2 separate regions of the Triticum aestivum genome follow, and region 2 is linked to region 1. Evidence: chromatin contacts called from public Hi-C data. All regions are on one chromosome and are shown on one strand. Each heading gives the region's core, a stretch centred on a gene start, on an enhancer-like site or on the middle of the called end of the contact. The rest is flanking DNA. Distances are from core to core; before and after follow the strand shown. Region 1 holds the start of LOC123164094 (ubiquitin receptor RAD23d). Region 2 holds the start of LOC123164861 (acylphosphatase-like).

Region 1 (6,527 bases), core at 1,299-3,798:
AAAAGTTGGGAGGCATTGATAACTCACGGTTCAGATGCAGCAACAGGTGCCTGTGAAGGTGGTGATCTTGCAGCTGAGGCAACAGGGGCAGGTGGAGTAGCAGGTTGAGACTAGCGCAATGTGACGAATTAAATAATTCCAGTTAGATGTTGATAAATTGAGGGTCACACAGAAACAAAAGACAGGGTAATATTAGACAACATAATTATATGATGAACTACTATTTCTGTTTAGCTAAAGTGAACTGCCTTCGCAGAAGGCAAGATATTTATGATCACAGATGTCCCACCTTATTAACTAGTAACACACATTTCTCAGGTTCACTATTCTAACTTTATTCAATTTGAAGAGTCCACATATAACCCTAACAGGATATGACATGGCAGAACATTGTTGGTGCTGATTGAAGATAAAAGGTGGGAATGAAGACGCATAAAATACAAAAACAAAAAAGGGAAACCAGGTGGAATCATATTTAGCTTTTTTGCACAGCAGGACGTAAGAACATAGAATAAAATGTTGGTTAAAATACAATAATAGGTACTCCCTCCGTTCCAAAATAGATGACCCAACTTTGTACTAAGTTAGTACAAAGTTGAGTCTTCTATTTTGGAACGGAACGGAGGGAGTAGATCTTACAAAAACGTATGAACCCAGAATACCTGACTAGCAGGTGCCTTTGAAGCAGTAGAAGCACCACTAGATGACGCCTTAGGCTACAAGACAAATGCATGCCAGATATAAGTTAATGATATCCAGGTCAGAAGATAACAGCCATTTAAATCTTCAAAATACAGTTCTGGCACCAACTTATAATGATTTAAGAAGTGCGTAACAAAAGAACATTAGAAGTGCAGAATGGAGACATTGCTGACAAAATACAAATATGGAATCCACATGAATGAAATCGCTAAGATCAATATTTATTGCTTCATCCAATTAGTGGGCTATAAAAAACTAGAAACAAAACAAAATACCATGGCCGAATTAAACACGTAAGGGCAATTCAGAATGCGTAACAGAGCATCATCGCATGTCTATGATTATCTCACCAACTTTTAATTATTTGATTGAGAAGCGCTTAACAAAAGAACATTAGCAGTGATTGATAAAAGAACATTGAAAGTGCAGAATGGAGACATTACTGAGAGAACATACAAATGTCGAATCCACATGAATGAAATCACTAAGACCAATATATATTACTTCATCCAATTAGCAGGCTAAAAACTCAAAACACATCAAAATATTAAATACCATGGCTGAATTAAACACGCAAGTGCATTTCAGATGTGTAACAGAGCACATCATCGTACGTCTATGATTACAGCTCAACGTTGGGTGTTGGCTAAACAAAAGGAGGGAAATGGTGGGATCCATATTGGTTTGAGCAGGCAACTCATTTTGATTATCAGACAAACATGAATACTTCGACACAGAACTTGGTGTCTAATAAGGTCCGTCAAATTTCGAAGGATTACAGATCAAGGTAATGAAATATACTCATTATTGCCATAAGTATTCATAGATCTTGACTAAAATAGGCTACATTGTCAAGCTTAGTTCCCTGTAACATACAAATATGGCCTAATTTCTATTCAAACCACGAGGGTCTGGGAAAAATTCTTCAAGAGTTGGAGAACTGACGATTCAAACTAACGGGACAAGAAGCATCAAATACCTTAGACAGCATTATAACAAGGAAGCTGTTCTCTGCAACCTTGTTAGCTTCCAGAGTGGTATCATCCTTGAGAATTTTTCCTTGATATATGATCATCAGCTGATCCGCAGGGTACACTTTCTGCCCCTGAGCACTCTCGATGATTCTCTTGACCTCACCCACCTGCAAAACAGAGCAAGCCCTAAGCAGATTAGTACTAGTGAAGCAAAACTTCAAGCATTGCAGCCCCAAACAATATAGATACAGCAGATAACAGACTTCACACAAAAAATTCCGGCACATGTCGACTACTACCGAGCAGTACTCAACACGTTCAATTCAGAGCACCCAGCCGACGTAAAATTACAGGCATCAGCGCCCCAACAACCGCAAGTTGCGACCGATCTACACACCACGCCATCCACCCCCCACACACCAGCAGAGCCGAGCACCGACTAAACCCTAGATTCAGATTTCTTAGAAACGCGACATCGCCCGCACGGGCACCTAATCACGGTGCCACGGCGCGCCCCAATCGCACGGAGACGCCTCGAATCAAGCGAATTGCCGGAGGATTGCGCCGAATCGCGCGCGATTGGAGATACGCACGAGGGGAAGGGGGGAGAGGGATCGTACCGAGGACTCGGGGGTCGCCTCGATCTCGAAGCTTGTGCCCTTGAGGGTCTTCACGTTGAGCTTCATCGCGGCTTCCCTTCCACCCTCTCACTCGACTCTCGTCTCTCGCGGGTATCCCTATCTGACTCTCGCTTCGCCTCGAGGGTTTTCGCCTTGACTTCGGACTCGCGAGGGAGGGGAGGACGACGGAGGCGCACGGGGGAAGTGAGTTTATAGGGGGGAGCAAAAAAATCTGGAGCCGTAACCAAAAAGATATCCGATCAGATAGAGATAGATGATGGGGGATGCGGTGTCCGGCTGCGGTCCCTGACGCGTGGGGCCAGAGCCAGGTTGGGCCGATTTGCCAGTGGGAGGGTAACCGGTGTCGAGTCGGGAGGCGGACAGCGGGGTGCGAGGCGGTGGGCAGTTCGGCTGCTCCGAGGCGGTGTGTGGGCGGATCTGCGTGCGGAAGGGGCTCGCGTGTACACGGAGCGGTTTGGTGTGGATTGAGCGCTGACGTGTGGGGGTCACTCTTATGTTGGGTGGGCGTACCGGATCCGGGAAGATACTTCCTTCGCAGGGGGGAGACGGGCGGATGTGGAGTGCGAAAAGGTGGTTGTTGTGTTGGGTTGGAGAACAAGAAAGAAAGTGTTTTTTTTAATCAAAAAAACGAAAAAGCTATCTGACAAACGTCAGATGTTTAAGGATTACCAACGAACGCGCCAACTGCCATCGGATGAGGCGCACGAATCCTAAAGCAGAGAGCGTTAGCACCACGCGAACAGGGGGCAGCTTGCATCCTTTATCTCGGCTGACCCATTTTCCCTCTCCCACACGCCCTATCCTCTCTCTCCTTCACTCATCACTCTCCCGGCCAGATCCCAGCAAGTAGCCGCGGGAAGCCATGAATCTGACCTTATCTTCAGAGTGGGTGGTGCATTGTAGCCTTCTCGTCGCCGACGTGTGGTGCTCCAGCGGCGGCCATCCATGAACCAACAGAGGAGCCGCCTCGCTTTGATAAGTGGATGTGGGGGCTTTGCACTGGAGGGTTATGTGTCATAAACCTCCTCCTCGCTGGAAGGAGCATGAAGAGAAGAGGGGCGGAGTTGCACCGCGCGCGTGAGGGCACCGCCTATCTGCATAAATTGTTTTTTTCTAGATCAACAGTGCTTACCAAATACTCCATCTGTCCGAAAAAGCTGGTCCCTCAAATGGATTTATGTAGCACCAAGTTATTGCTAGATATATTCATTTGAGGGACAACCTCGGGACAACCTTTTTCGGACGAAGGGAGTATGTTTTATCAAACTAGATGATACCCCGCGCGTTGCTGCGGGAATCAGTTGCAATATTTTTTGATTAAATTTAGTTGTCTTAAATACTTAGCACTCCACGTATGAAGGACTATCCTGAATGAAAAAGTTATTAGTTATCTATAAAAGTTAACTGTAAGGGACATATATTTAGTTAGAAACATCGAATCAATATAAATAACCACCACAATTCATTTCAAACTGCATACCAACAAATTACCATCTTTAAGTTGCAACTACATGGTAGAAAATGTGGAATGGAATTTATAACCACAGTCATATATACTATATCCCAAAATCAACGGATTTTACTTTTCACCTTGGTTATGGGGTCTCACAAAAAAATGATACATGGTTTACATTGCCACATTAGACATTATCACTATATGCGGCCACGATGTTAATTACACCTAAATTTCTTGCGAAGTATTCTATCTGCATGGATAGAAACAAATCTTAAATCCAGTTATGAAACCAATAGCAGATCAAGAAATTATAAGATGTGAACATTAAACCATAGCATTTATAGGAAACAAATCACTGAAAATTGAAGGCCAGTCTCACCTTCTTGAACCATTTCTTGGATAAGCAACAACAGTGTATATACTAATCTCTGACGCAAAATTTTGCTAAGAGTAAATAAGTGTAAGAAAAAACACCTAAGGATTAGATACCACATTTCGCCAATGCATGAAGCAAATACAGAAAACAAAATCCCATAGATGAAGGGAAACAAAATAGATAGTCATTTTATATACCATCTCCAAATGGGCATTATGTAGCACGCAAAGGTATATAAATGCAAAATAAACATATGTTACAACAATTAACAACAATTTGTCAAAAGACTAACAGAGAAAAAGGAAGCACAAATATGTACTACATGAAATAACTTGCTGGCCACACCGCAAATCAATTCATGAATCAATTAATAAGCGTGTTATTTGAAGGAAATATGCCCTAGAGGCAATAATAAAGATGTTATCTATATTTCCTTATATCATGATAATTGTTTATTATTCATGCTAGAATTGTATTAACCGGAAACTTGATACATGTGTGAATACATAGACAAAACAAAGTGTCCCTAGTATGCCTCTACTTGACTAGCTCGTTAATCAAAGATGGTTAAGTTTCCTGACCATAGACATGTGTTGTCATTTGATGAACGGGATCACATCATTAGGAGAATGATGTCATGGACAAGACCCATCCGTTAGCTTAGCATAATGATCGTTTAGTTTTATTGCTATTGCTTTCTTCATGACTTATACATATTCCTCTCACTATGAGATTATGCAACTCCCGAATACCGAAGGAACACTTTGTGTGCTATCAAACGTCACAACGTAACTGGGTGATTATAAAGATGCTCTACAGGTGTCTCCGGTGGTGTTTGTTGAGTTGGCATAGATCGAGATTAGGATATGTCACTCCGAGTATCGGAGAGGTGTCTCTGGGCCCTCTCGGTAATACACATCACTATAAGCGTTGCAAGCAATGTGACTAATGAGTTAGTTACGGGATGATGCATTACGGAACGAGTAAAGAGACTTGCCGGTAACGAGATTGAACTAGGTATGATGATACCGACGATTGAATCTCGGGCAAGTAACATACCGATGACAAAGGGAATAACGTATGTTGTTATGCGGTTTGACCGATAAAGATCTTCGTAGAATATGTAGGAACCAATATAAGCATCCAGGTTCCGCTATTGGTTATTGACCAGAGATGTGTCTCGATCATGTCTACATAGTTCTCAAACCCGTAGGGTCCGCACACTTAACGTTCGATGACGATTTGTATTATGAGTTATGTGATTTGATGACCGAAGTTTGTTCTAAGTCCCGGATGAGATCACGGACATGACGAGGAGTCTCAAAATGGTCGAGAGGTAAAGATTCATATATTGGAAGGTTGCATTTGAACATCGGAATGGTTCCGAATGGATCGAGCATTTTTCCGGAGTACCGGGAGGTTACCGGAACCCCCCGGAGAAGTATTGGGCCTATTGGGACTTATTGGAGGAGAGGAGAAAGGCCACGTGAGAGGGGCGCCCCCCCCCTTGCCCAAAACGAATTGGACTAGGGGAGGGGGCCGCCCCCCCTCTTTCCTTCTCCCTCTCTCTCCCTTCCCCTTTTTCCCTCTCCGGTGGAAGGAAGGAGGGGGGCGAATCCTACTTGGACTAGGAGTCCAAGTAGGACTCCCCCCTTATGGCGTGCCCCCTTAGGCCGGCCACCACCTCCTCCCCCCCTTTATATACGGAGGCGGGGGGCACCCCAAAGAGACAACAGACATCTCTTAGCCGTGTGCGGTGCCCCCTCCACAGTTTACCACCTCGGTCATATCGTCGTAGTGCTTAGGCGAAGCCCTGCGCCGGTAACTTCATCATCACCGTCGCCATGCCGTCGTGCTAATGGAACTTTCCCTCGTCCTCAACTGGATCAAGAGCTCGAGGGACGTCATCGTGCTGAACGTGTGCTGAACACAGAGGTGCCGTACGTTCGGTACTTGGATCGGTTGGATCGTGAAGACGTTCGACTACATCAATTGCGTTACTAAACGCTTCCGCTTTCGGTCTACAAGGGTACGTGGACACACTCTCCCGTCTCGTTGCTATGCATCTCCTAGATAGATCTTGCGTGATCGTTGGAATTTTTTTGAAATACTGTGTTCCCCAATAGTGGCATCTGAGCCAGGTCTATGCGTAGATGTTATATGCACGAGTAGAACACAATGAGTCGTGGGCGATAATAGTCATACTGCTTACCACCAACGTCTTACTTTGATTCGGCGGTATTGTTGGATGAAGCGGCCCGGACCGACATTACATGACCGCGTTCATGAGACTGGTTCTACCGACGTGCTTCGCACACAGGTGACTGATGACCCACAAGTATAGGGGATCAATTGTAGCTCTTTTCGATAAGTAAGAG
Region 2 (6,527 bases), core at 2,134-4,633, 170 kb before region 1:
CCATCGATACCCGCTAGATGTGCAGAAATAAAGTTAACTTGTCTATGCTTTCATGAAGAAGATCACAGGCAACAAATGTACAAAATTGAAACCATCCATTGCTAAAAAACATTCTGCTGAGTGCCCCACTCGACCATCGATAGTTTTTTGGATTGTTTTATTCTATTTTTTTGTTATCATTAAGCAAGATGTGTAAGATAAATTGGATGGGCTAGCTTCTGCAGCATGGCTTTCTTAAGCATCTGAAAACTTAGTTTGTAGGTGTCATTCATTTGTTGTGTGGTATTTTGTTGAAATGTTCTTATGTACATTGAATATGTATTCTCCATTTTTTTATTCAACTACCAACTGTTTAACCAATAGTTGCTCACATTTACAAAATAATTTTATTCATACGCAAAAAATTAGAATCCAATTTCATATCATCAGCTTAAACATCTCTCAAACAAACCAACGTAATAAGAAAAACAAATATCAACAATTAATTGCGCTCTTACATTATAGTACGATGCAAGATGAGGTTATTTACTCTTGTCTCTAGTGCAGATCATCCTCTTCACTGATGCTTGAGGACTGCCACAAAGGATATGCCACTACTTAAGAATGTGCCATCACAGACGATTTAGAAAGTCTATCATATACATCTTCCCGGTGACATGGCTTATGTCATCACAACCCGGGCATTTTGTAATAAGATAAGAGATGCCAGAAAGGTTCATAATGTGATATGGTTTGTGATTTGGTCTTTTTATAGACCGTTCGTGCTTGAGGAATGCCTATGATACTCTTTTCCATACTGTAATTTCTTTGTAACTTGGCTACGTTCAAGAAATGCTAGTCATACTCTCTTAAACAAATGGGATGACAAAAAGTTGTATCATGTTTCTACAAATCGCAATACTCGTGTCTAATCTAATTCATTTATCGCACTAGCATATTCTTCACAAGCATCCATGTGAACAAAAAAACTTGTTCAAGATTTATGAAACATTTGCATCCATGACTGTAACGAGCCAACTTGAATCGTTTAGATTGAACTCACTACCTTGTAACTTGCTAAGCTTGATAATTCCAGCGAGCAAAAACCTCAGCTTGATTCGATGCGTTATAAGCTCAGTTGGGTTGGTTAACTCGACAAAAATGTTAACACACTCTGTGGAAACTATATTGTGTACGCAATATAGCGCAGTGAGCGAACCGAGCATAGCTCAGATGGCTAGAATCCTTTTTGTCGTGGGACTAACGCAACCAGGTTTGAGTCATAGATTTGGCACAGAGTTGTCACATTTTTCAGGGTTTATTCCAGGCCTACCGACATTACTCTTTTAGTGGTATGGCGTGCCCCTCAACTACGAGGCGTTTCTGATGATTTTGTCAATCTCAAGATGCGTCAACTCCGTCTCCTGAAGGTGCTTTACATGGTTGAGTGTGCGTGTGTGTACATGAACGTCTGCGTCTATTCATACTATGTTTCTAGAAAAATAGCCCGATGATTTCTCTGATTCCCTCCCTTGTAAGGCCCGCAGTAAAAGCAATGCTCTTGATTGCGTGACGACATTGGAAACATATTAGATGATACCCTACACGTTGTTGCAGGAATAATTTGTAACATATTTTAATGATATTTGATAGTATGGAACATGGATATTTGAAGAAGTAATATGAGAACAAAAGCTGAAAATACATATTATTTATCGTGTTTGATAATTGTATAGTTAAAAAATATTTATTAATAGAGTATAAATTACCATGCACGTTCACATGTTGATGTGTTTTTTTTTCTTTATGCATAGTTGCATGTTGGGATGGACCTTTGCTCATGTATATTGCATGCTGAGGTGACATGCTTGCATGTTGAGAGAAATGGATTAGTGGAAGTTAGCTATTTAGATACAGAAGACACCAGACAAACGGATTTTTGCTTTCTTTTTTTGGCGACAAAACAAAAAATGGGGAAACAAATGCATATCTTCACTGGGCATAGCTTTAGGCATGATAAAAAGAATTTCTTTGGCCGAGCAATCAAGGGTGAGGATATGTGCGAATCAACCTGTCGTTGAGATGGTTAGGTGGACAGTGGTATTCCCAACCCACCAGAGTTCAAATCCTGATGCTCGCATTATTCCTGGATTTATTTCAGGATTTTCCGGCGATGCGCTTTCAATGGGAGGAGACGTTCCCGTCGACGACGAGGCGCCTATGGTGGCTTCGTAAATCTCAAGATGATATGCCGGCTCAGTCTCTCGGAGGTGCTCATAGGGGTAGGGTGTACGTGTGTGCGTTCATAGGGATGAGTGTATGCGCGTATGTATGAGCGCTTGTGTCTGTACTGATGCTAAAAAAAAGGTGAGGATATGTGTCGCTTACAGAGACCCCGAAGGAGCTCTGGTCTCAAGCACTGTCCTCTCGTTGCTATTACTGGGTCGGCCAAGTAGCTTCCTGCACGCAGTTTTTTTTCTCTCTGTTTTTTCATTTTTCATTCTTTACATTTTCTTTTTTCTTTTGTTTGTATTTTCAAAAATGTTTTAAATACATGTATTCCAAAAAAATAATATACTTACATTTCTATAAAATGGTGAATTGAAAAACATGTTAGCGTAGTATAGAAAAGTGTTGTTTGCATTAAAAAAATGTGACATATAAAAAATGTTCACATGCTTAAAAAGAGTATGTGAATTTTTTTAAAAAAAATCTATGCAATTTAAAAAATGTCCGTATATTTCAAATAAAATGTTTCAAATCATTGAAAAACGTAGGTTGCAGTTAAAAAATACACATGCGCTTCAAAAATATGTTCGTACTACTTTTATAAAATGTTGACACAAATGTAAAAAAAATGATTGTGCAGTTAAAAAAATGATTATATCATCCAAAAATTGGTGTATCTGAAAAATGTTTAGCACATATTAAGAAATACTCCATCCGTCTCAAAATGTAAGACTTTTTTGACACTAAGATAAATGCAGTATATTCAAAACATGTAATTTTAAAATTTGTTAATCATGTATTTAAAAATATTCAACATGTATAAATAAATGCTTCATGTATACTAAAAATGCTACAATGTGTGCTGAAAAAGTAAGTGTATATTCAAGTAATGTTATTACATGTCCTAAAATTGTTTACATGATCAAAATAATGTTTCGTACCATTCATAAAATGTACGTGACATTTTGAAAAATGTTCAGGCATTCCCAAAATGTTCGTGACATTTGAAAAAAAATACAATGTAAAAAATTATTTGTGTAGTTTTAAAAAGGAGCCATTAAAAAAGTTCTTTAGGGTGATCTAAGAGATATCACTTGGTTAGCTGCTTCCGATCAAATGTCAAAAGTTGGAACCCTTTTCCCAAAGCTTTTGGGCGAAAAGCTACTTCGACTTTAGAGGCCCGACGAACACAAGATTCCTCCGCCCCCAGTTGTCCCACCTGTCACGTCTCTATCGCCGCCTACCGCTGCCTCGCCCTTCCCCGCTGACGCCATGGCCACCTCCGCCGCTGCCGCCGCCTCGTCTCCTTCCTCCGACCAACCTCCCGCGAACAAGGCGGTCCACGTGGTGGTCAAGGGCCGGGTCCAGGGCGTGGGCTTCCGCGACTGGACGGCCGAGACGGCGGAGTCCCTCGGCCTCGCCGGCTGGGTCCGCAACAACCGCCGCGACGGCACCGTGGAGGCCCTCCTCTCCGGCGACCCTGCCAAGGTCGACGAGATGGTCATCCGCCGCCTCCCCGTCGGCCCTCCTGCCGCCGCCGTCACCGCCGTCGTCACATCCCCAGCCGACCACATCCACCCCTCCCTCGGCTTCGAAATCAAGCTCACCGTCTGATCGGGTGACCCCGGCGTTCGATCGACCACAGCCAGCGGGTTCTGCACGGCTTGTGCTCAACTGCCGATGGTTAGTGCCACCAACCTAATTCCATATCTGACCTCTTGTTCTGCAGCATCTGCACTACTGCATTTCTTAGGCAAACTGTTATAAGAGAACTATTGTGGTCAATGCGCACAACAATGGCTTTATTCGATCAGTCCACATGGTGGCAATTAGGATCAAAGGTCATGTCCAAGACTGTGTTGCTATGTATTGTACTCGGTATAGTTCTTGAATAATATAGCACTGCTGAATTTTGATTTAGAACTATGGTACCAAGATCAAATTGTTTCGGTCATTGACAAATTCACGACATAAATTTACCATCAAACACTTCCAATAACCGCGATCAGCTACGAACATAACGAGCAGAGTTACACATTCGTAGAAACCTGATATTAGCTCAACTTACTAGTGAACTAGATACATTTCTCTGTTCCTGATCTCCATATAAACCTTTGAATGGCATATACATTCACCTCCATCTTCGCAGATCTGTCTACCTTCTTCTAGCTAGCTAGGCCAGTGCCTGCATATAGCCACATACTGATATACATCACACTAAATTGCATAGTGTTACTCGCTCAACTTGGCAACTTGCTAGTGAACTAGATACATTTCTCTGTTCCTGATCTCCATACGAACCTTGAATGACTTAATACATTCACCTCCATCTTTGCAGATCTGTCTACCTTCTTCTAGCTAGCTAGGCCAGTGCCTGCATATAGCCATATACTGATATACATCACACTACATTGCATAGTGTTACTCGCTCAACTTGGCAACTTGCTAGTGAACTAGATACATTTCTCTGTTCCTGATCTCCATACAAACCCTGAATGACATATACATTCACCACCATCTTCACAGATCTGTCTACCTAGCTAGCTAGGCCAGTACCTGCATATACTGATATCCATCACACTACATTGCATAGTGTTACTCGCTCAAACCTTCTGTTGCAGCTCCACCATGGACTTGTCCTCCCCCTCCTCTTCCTTGTAGTGCTGCACGGGCTTGTACGTGTACTGCCTAGCACATATCAGGTAGTACACCAGGTTCATGACCTGCAGAAGTGTCACGACCCAGTAGAAGTAGTCCAGCTTGCCGCGGTTGATGTTGTCCGGGAGCCAGTTGGACCCGTCTGGGCCAGCGCTCCACCGGTGCACGATGGTGATGAGCAGCGTGCTGACGTAGCTGCCCAGGGAGATGGACAGCCAGAAGAGCGCGGTCGCCGTGCTGCGCATGCTCTCTGGCGCCTGGTCATACATGAACTCCAGGTGCCCCACCGAGTTGAACGCTTCGGCCACCCCATGAAGTGCGTACTGTGGCACCAGCCAGTACACGGACAGCGGGGCCGTCCCAGCGTCGGTGGTTCCCCCGGCCACGGCGGCCTCCCTGCGGTGGCGCTCGATGAAGCCCGCGACGAGAGAGGCCGCCACGGAGATGGTGAACCCGACGCCCATGCGGTGGAGGAAGGAGATGCCACGGTCCAGGCCCGTGCGGCGGCGGGCCAGCGGGACGAGCGCACGGTCATAGACGAAGAGGGTGACCAGCATGGCGAGCATGGTGAAGACGGTCATGGAGCCCGCGGGGATCTTGAAGGACGAGTGCGGAGCGATGCGGCGGTCCATGGTACTCGCCTGCTGCAGGGAGAAGGTGTGCTGCTGCGACGACGCCGTGATCACCAGGATGCCCGCCGCCCAGATTGGGCCCATGCGCACCACCGACTTGAGCTCCTCCACGCGGTGCACCGTGCTCAGCCGCCACAGGTTCAGCGGTTGCTTGCTGGAAGAGGCGTCCGTCGTGGGCAGGTCGCCGTCAGTGATAATGGCGGCTCGATCAAAGAAGCTGCACGGTGGAGCAGAGAAACAGGTCGATTAGTTTTGAGCATCACTCTTTTCTTCATCTCATGAGTTCATGAGAACAACAATAATTGTTGCTGTTCCCATCTTTTTAGCGGGCTTGGCACCACTGGAACCACTCGATTTTTTGGGAACAAAGCTTGGTTTACTGCCACAATTTTGGTTTTCAACAGCTCCTAATGATGATCTGAAAGGAGAAGCAAAGAATTGCTGGCTGCAGTTGGTGAATATAGTGTGGGTGACGTTGGGATCATCGACGAAGCGGGTATCAAAGCTTTTATCAGACAGGTCATCGAGGGACTTGAAGATTGAAACACTGGACGTTGTACAGTGTTAACCGGAGGTAAAGTTAGCTAAGATTAGTAGAGAGGTATGCGTGTCGCATTTCATGGGCAGGCCACTGAAAAGAAGAAGTGTACTAATCGGAAACAAATTGCTGCTGTTAATCTATAAACTGTACTATTTCGAGCGTGTGGTGAACGAGTCATTAGTTATCTGCTCATCTTGGTTAGTAATCAGATATATTTTGTGCTTTGCCGAAATCCAGCTCAAAGTAGTAGGGTGGGTTTTCGGTACAGGCGTGGGAAACATGAGTCGAACACAACTTGTTTTGAGCTAGAACTAGAACAGAGCTGAAACCGGAACCGCGGCGCTGAGATCCAGTCCAGCGGCGGCTATCGTTCCATCTTCAGCACAGCTAGAGCGCTCCAGCTCAGGAGGAGTATGCTCGTTTTTGGCCTCATTTGCTGACATCGCCTTCTAATCTCCTACGTCCTCTTGTTCATAAATGATCTTGGC

Evidence for each region. Hi-C and Micro-C count contacts between places; a contact is called where the count stands out from the background.
Region 2: a Hi-C map of leaf shows a contact between it and region 1, with 4 times the contacts expected there. The contact joins the promoter of LOC123164861 here to the promoter of LOC123164094 in region 1. A contact is called at or near these places in 3 of 5 Hi-C or Micro-C datasets (all in leaf) and 1 of 1 datasets of contacts at active chromatin or transcription factors (leaf).

Annotation. Positions count from the first base shown.
Region 1 is chr7D:169,349,657-169,356,183 of IWGSC CS RefSeq v2.1, reverse strand. It overlaps LOC123164094 (ubiquitin receptor RAD23d), which reads right to left and starts at 2,548. Exons shown (of 12, transcript XM_044581507.1): 1 at 2,297-2,548; 2 at 1,682-1,843; 3 at 663-716; 4 at 28-110. The coding sequence starts at 2,362.
Region 2 is chr7D:169,524,551-169,531,077 of IWGSC CS RefSeq v2.1, reverse strand. LOC123164861 (acylphosphatase-like) reads left to right here and starts at 3,383. Exons shown (of 1, transcript XM_044582466.1): 1 at 3,383-4,128. The coding sequence starts at 3,481. The coding sequence ends at 3,822. It overlaps LOC123164860 (protein NRT1/ PTR FAMILY 3.1), which reads right to left. Exons shown (of 4, transcript XM_044582465.1): 4 at 4,625-5,715. The coding sequence ends at 4,812. LOC123168394 (3-ketoacyl-CoA synthase 4-like) reads left to right here. Exons shown (of 1, transcript XM_044586264.1): 1 at 1-187. The coding sequence ends at 31.